Regions from separate parts of the Mus musculus genome. Here region 2 is linked to region 1. A link is a contact called in public HiChIP or PLAC-seq data. All regions are on one chromosome and are shown on one strand. The core of a region is the stretch at or near the end of the contact, and the rest is flanking DNA. Distances in the headings are between cores, read along the strand shown.

Evidence for each region. HiChIP or PLAC-seq counts read pairs in DNA pulled down with a chosen protein or histone mark.
Region 2: a contact with region 1 is called in an HNF4G HiChIP or PLAC-seq map of pancreatic cancer cells. The contact joins the enhancer-like site here to the promoter of Lpgat1 in region 1. A contact is called at or near these places in 4 of 39 promoter capture datasets (the C10 cell line, the HPC-7 cell line, embryonic stem cells and 1 more), 4 of 484 Hi-C or Micro-C datasets (the C2C12 cell line, bone marrow-derived macrophages, cortical glia and 1 more), 8 of 115 datasets of contacts at active chromatin or transcription factors (SST interneurons, bone marrow-derived macrophages, craniofacial prominence and 4 more) and 1 of 9 other capture datasets (adipose tissue).

The regions. Positions count from the first base shown.
Region 1 is chr1:191,716,581-191,719,428 of GRCm38.p6, forward strand. It overlaps Lpgat1 (lysophosphatidylglycerol acyltransferase 1), which reads left to right and starts at 1,444. Exons shown (of 8, transcript NM_172266.3): 1 at 1,444-1,625; 2 at 2,774-2,848. The coding sequence starts at 2,801.
Region 2 is chr1:191,783,759-191,786,606 of GRCm38.p6, forward strand. Lpgat1 (lysophosphatidylglycerol acyltransferase 1) reads left to right here. Exons shown (of 8, transcript NM_172266.3): 8 at 1-497. Among named protein-coding and RNA genes, the nearest start is that of Gm26203, 12 kb to the left of the region's middle. Within about 2 kb of position 1,488, at least 62 of the 459 cell types and tissues checked have an H3K27ac peak or open chromatin away from gene starts, as enhancers often do. A contact at or near this core is called in pancreatic cancer cells, where this site is marked.

The DNA of each region.
Region 1 (2,848 bases), core at 194-2,693:
ATAATAATAGCTATAAAGGCTAACATACATGGAAATTATTTATATATCTATATCAATATCATACAGGTTCTGTGTAGAATAGGAATTAAAAAAATATTTTCACATGGCAAAAGGCAACTTGCCTGTCATTCCTGGATCAAAGTTGGAGGAAAGAGAGGGACAGTTTTATCAAAGCATGAACATTTTTTTGGTTTGATTTTTTTTTTTTTTTTTTGACAAGGTCTAGTAGCCTAGGCTGGCCCAGGACTCCTGGCACTCCTGCCTTAGCCTCTCTGGTGCTGGGATTATCTATGAGAACCACCACACTGGGCTTTGACATTTTCACAATAAGTGATACTCCTTCAAATATGGCAGTTCCCTAGAGACACGTGAAAACTGCCATCCTAGCTGGGCATTGTGGCTCAAACCTATGACCCCAACTTTGGGGAGAATGAGGCAGGATGTTTTCTACATGTTGAAGGCCAGCCTGAGCTATGTTATAAATTACAGATCAGCCTGGACTACATAGAAAGTAAGGCCTGGTTTTAAAAGAAGGAGAAAACAAACTGCTGCTCTAGTCACAAAGCTTTACCTATTCATAGACAGGATCTCTAACTCATTCTTTATCCTAAGCTAGCCTGAAGCTCACATCAATCCTCCTGCCTCAGCTTCTCAAGTGCTGAGATTAGGAGCATCAGCTACCACACCCAACAAGAGATACTGGGTCTGAAAGGACCCTTGGTTTTGGTGGTTTGGTTTTGTCTTAGGTATGCTGTCTGTATTCCTTATGGTGTTCAGCCTTTGAACCCAAATTCAGCTAATGTCCTAGTAGTGATCAGGGCTGGCTAGGAGTTCTTAAGGCCATTGTATTCAGTATCAAGCATGTGGCTAATTGTTTTTTCTTCATTAATTCAGTTCTATTTCTGTGCAGACCACTGGATTCTCACTGATCTGCCCCCACCGTGTGTGTGTGTGTGTGTGTGTGTGTGTGTGTGTGTGTGTGTGTGTGTAGCGGGATTGAAAATGTTGTCATTCAGGTTTCAGGTGCTTTCCAGAAACAAGAACTCTGGCACTTAAAACAATTGATTTAAAACACTAGACCGTAATGCCTTGGGGAGGTTCAGAAGAAAAGCTCTGAGCCCAAGCGAGTTTCTTTAGGAATGAAAAGGAGAAAGCGTGCCAGCCTGGGGCGGCCAAAGGAGCCGCAACAATGCAGCGCAGCGGCCCTTTTGGCTGAAAGGGGTCCAGGAGGGCCCGAAAGGTCCGCGCGCGCTGGCAGAGCTGGCCTTCTTCCTAGACCTTTCCGAGCAGCGTTCTGCCCCGCCCGACTCGGAGCTCGGCGACGTCCGGGGCCTAGGCCGGGCGGCCCGGGGCGCCCTCGACCGCGCACTAGGGGGTCCGTGGGGCGGGCCGCGCCGCGCCTTCGTTAGAGGGCGCTCAGGGGCGCCGCCGCTTCCTCCCGCCAACCCGCCCCGCCGGCCGGGGCGCACGCAGCCACCGGGCCCTGGGGAGCGAGCGAGTCTCCACGCCGCCCGGGACCTGGAGCCGGGAGGGCCGCGCCGCCGCTGCCGCCGCCGCCGCCTCCTTCCGCCGGCCATGCATTCTTCCGGCTCCCGCAGCCCGGGCTGGGTCCCGGCCTGCCCAAGGTAAACCTGGGGCGCGGCGGGCCGGGCCCGGGAGGCGCTGGGGGCGGGGAAGGGTGCCGTTGGTCGCGTGGCCTGTGGAGGAGGCGGCGGCGGCCCGAGGGCCGAGGGCGCGGTAGGCCCGGGGAGGAGGCGGAGGCGGGGGCGCGGGGCATCGCCCGCCTCCCCGGGACCCGCCCCGGTGACAGGTCCGGCCTCTGAGTCCCCACCGCGCCTCTGTCCGCAGGCAGCCGCGAGGGGACTAGGGCGCCCGCGCGCCCGCTCGCGCCGCGCCTCGGGCCGCCTGGGCCGCCGCAGCCGCGTCCATGACCGCGACCCCCGGGCCAGGGACTCCCGCCGCCGCCGCCGCCGCCGGCCCTCGGCCCTGTCGCCGCTCGCCGCTCGCGCCCACTGAGGTGAGCCCGCCGAGGAGGATACCTGGCCGAGGGGAGCCCTCTGTGGAGAGCCCGCTGAGGGGACCCGGCGGAGGAGAGCCCGCCGCGGCGACCCGGAGGCCGTCCGGCTCCTCACCTGAGGAAACCGCTGCCCGAGCCTCCTCAGCCGGGCGTCGCGGGCTCCACGGGCTCCGCATCCCTCGCCCCTCGGCTTCACCTTCTGGTCCCGCTCCCCTCCCCCTCCCCGCCGGCTTCCTCTCATCTTCCTCCTTCTCCTCCTCCTCCTTCCTGGGCCCCTCTCCTTTCCTTTCCCCTTCAGTGGCGAGGAAAAGCAAGCACCCCGCTCTTGCGGACGAGCCCTTGGGGGAGCCCCGGTAAAGGCATGGCCGGGCGTTTCAGGACCGGCGTGGCGGGACCTCCGGCCGGCGGGTCCTGGTCCGGGTCCAGGTCCGGGGCAGCGTGCGGAGACCGAGGGTCGCAGTGCGGGGCCGCCACCGGCTAGCGGGACGGTCTAGCGTTGGTTAACTGTGTTCCGCCGTGGCCCGTGCCCCGCAGAACGGCTCTCTTGACCTTGTGCGGCTCCTCCCTCCTCACTGTCCCCCTCTGGAATTTGCCCTCGAGATCGCCAGGCGGGCGAGCGAGCGAGCGAGCGAGCGCTGCATCTGGAGAGCGTAGACCCTCGCGTTTTCTTGTATTTTTGTGCTGGAGATTTCTGTGCTGCTGCCGCCGACTGCACCCATTTTTCCTTTTGAAATGATTTTTTCCTTTCATCCCCAGAAAGACAGGACCGACGCCAATGTAAGAATGGCCGTGACCGTGGAAGAAGCTCCGTGGCTGGGCTGGATTGTAGCG
Region 2 (2,848 bases), core at 238-2,737, 67 kb after region 1:
TTTTTTTTTTCTTAACATTAAAAACATTGATGGTTTAGTCATTTGTTTGTAGAATGTTTGACCCATTTTGAAAACTTTTAATGTGTTAAAATGTCTTGCACAATCCTACCAAATAAGTTGAATAGTTACAGTTGAGTCTACCTCTTCTTTTCTTGGCTGGATTTAGGCTGCTGGTTGGGTGAGGCTGCGGCTTTATTTCCCCTCTACAGTACTTTATGTGGGAGACAGATCTAGGGCCTGGAAGCAGACTTGAAGCGTTTTGAGATCTGTTGCTGACCAGCCCTCTTCCCCGAGAGTCTGGGGAAAGCCATTGTTTTTAATGCCCACTTAATATGAAAATGTTTGTTTTAAAAAATGTTTCTTGCTGGTGAAAAATGTATTTTTAAAACGAAAAACCAAATCCTCTTTTGGTCTGAGAAGTCAGCTGTATGAGCAGGTGTGACCGTATCATAACATGCTGATGTCATAGAAATCAATAAATTTTTACCTCTCAGGAATTGGGTGGCCTTGTTCTTAACTCTTAAAGGCTGGAAAAACAGACTAGAGGTGTCTGCATGCAGTTTAGGATGCACAGATACAAACACACATGGAGATGGGGAGGAAGCTGGCTGGCCAACAGAGCTGAGTGGGCCCCTTTCATAGTCAGAGAAACAGTCTTCGGTGGGTGCAATTGAGCCAGTGTACAAGAAAGAAACTGGTAGCCAAGGAGCCAGAAGGAAGCATCTGCTCCTCTGGGACTGGAGTTACAAACAGTTGTAAGTTGTCGTGTGGGTGCTGGGAATTGAACTTGGGTCCTCTGGAAGAGAAGACAGTACTTTCCGGGGAGAGGGGGTGGCAGGGCAGGGGGTGACATTCAAGACAGGGTTTCTCTGTAGCTATGTGGATCCTGGTACTGGCTCTATAGACCAGGCTGGCCTTGAACTCAGAGGGTCACCTGCCTCTGGGATTAAAGGCGGATGCTACAATGCTGGGCTTAACCACTGAGCCCGCCGCTGCAGCCCACCTGGTGTTATTGAGGAAATGTGGAACTGCGTGAGAGGGCGTGAAGGTACCAATTAGTGGTTTATGTTCCTTTGTTTCGCTTTGGTACAAAACTATCAAGTCTTAGCAGTTTTCTACCAGTTGATACTCTATCAGAACCAGCTGGTGGTCAGTTGAGGGTAAAGAAAATAAGTACCCAAAAGGGGAGCAATCTGAAGAACTAGGGTGCTGAGAAGAGGAACGCAAGCTATTAAAGAGAAGAGCAGGCACTGCTGTCCACTGCAGGTGTGCACACTCCAGACACACAAACTGCCAGGAAACTGACTAGAAAGTTAACTTCCTTTCATATCTGCCTACCTGCATTTCTGATGACTGTCCCCTGAAGAGGAGAAAGGCATACATACCTAAGTCACTCGGAATCTCCCTCCAGAGGCCCAACAAGGAGACGATTCAGTGTCGATGACTCAAGCCCTTCCTGTAACCAAGGCTCCCACAATCCACAATACAGCTTTTTGTCTGCCCTGGTGTGTACATGTTCCAGTGAGGACAAAGGGTGACACTCGTTTTGGGCCTGTCTTGGATACGTTGAATGCTGATGTGGGACAATGGGCAACGGCAGCTCGGCTTCAAAAAGCACAAATAGCCAGCACTGCTTTGTGGAATGCAGCCCAGGTGCAGCACTTCACCACCCTTCCCATGCGGAACCTGTGCCGGGGGGCGGGGCGGGGGGAGGGAAGGAGAAAGCAAGAACATTAATTATGTCTAGGAGAGTTCTCACACTTGACAAATTTGCCAGCAGTATCACTTGAAAATGCTTTGAGTTGCCAAATACTTAAAGGATGGTTAAATTTATGGAACTGCCGCTCATTCGTGTAAGTCATGTTAATCAGATGGACAGCTGGCTAGAAGGTTTTGGCTCATACCTAGCATGCACAGGGTTCCATCCTCAGGACTGCAGAGATAAGAAGATTGGTCTCCCAAACACTGCGAGGCACTCTGCAGTCCCCACCCTTGGAACAGTGGATGAACAGGTGACTTGGGAGACCAACCTAGGCTACAGAGTAAGATTCAGCAGTCTCTGCATGGCTCAGTGGCCTTTGGGGTTTCAGAGTTAGGGGGAACCTTGGCATTTCCTTCTTTGGGGTGATGGGTTTCTTTGTGCAATGTCACCCCACCAACAGTACAGTTGGACAGCTGCTTTGAGAACTGAGGACTAACTTGTTCTCAATCCCCAAGTCAGAAGGTGGCATGATGTTGTTGCAGAAGACCCAAGTTAATTCCCAGTTAATTCCTTGTTGGCCTGAATCTCCAGGGCCAGGGATCCTATATGCTCCTCTGAACCCAGCTGCACCACACTCCTACACAGATGCAAATACATGATTTTGAATAGTCTCTCCCTAAAGAATGTCAAGGAATGATAGTATTAGAGATATTGTACCCGAGGCACAGAGAGTGGGTGTGCTTTGTATTGGAAGAAAGCTAACGAGCATGACCATGCTGCTGACCCTACACAACCTGTTGTAATGCCCCCAGACAGCGGCAGGAATGAGCTTTGAGGTCACAAAAACAATTAGGAGCTCAAGGCGGCAAGAGCATAGAGGAAACCGGATTGGCCAGACAGAAGACATTACATACTCTTAATAGAGACCTATTTTTGCTTCTGAGACGTGATGTCACCTGTGTGGTAAGGACCTTGAACTCATTATCAGAAGGGAGAGAAATATTTCTGGTGTTTGCAAGCTGTTCTCCAGCCATGGTCCTCTCTGCATAGTTCTTATAATGGTAGCCATGGCACCTAAAGCTGCTAAAACTTCAGAGAGGTCAGCGTAGTCCTGAAAAGCTCTCTCCTGTCTTGTGGCACAAGTCC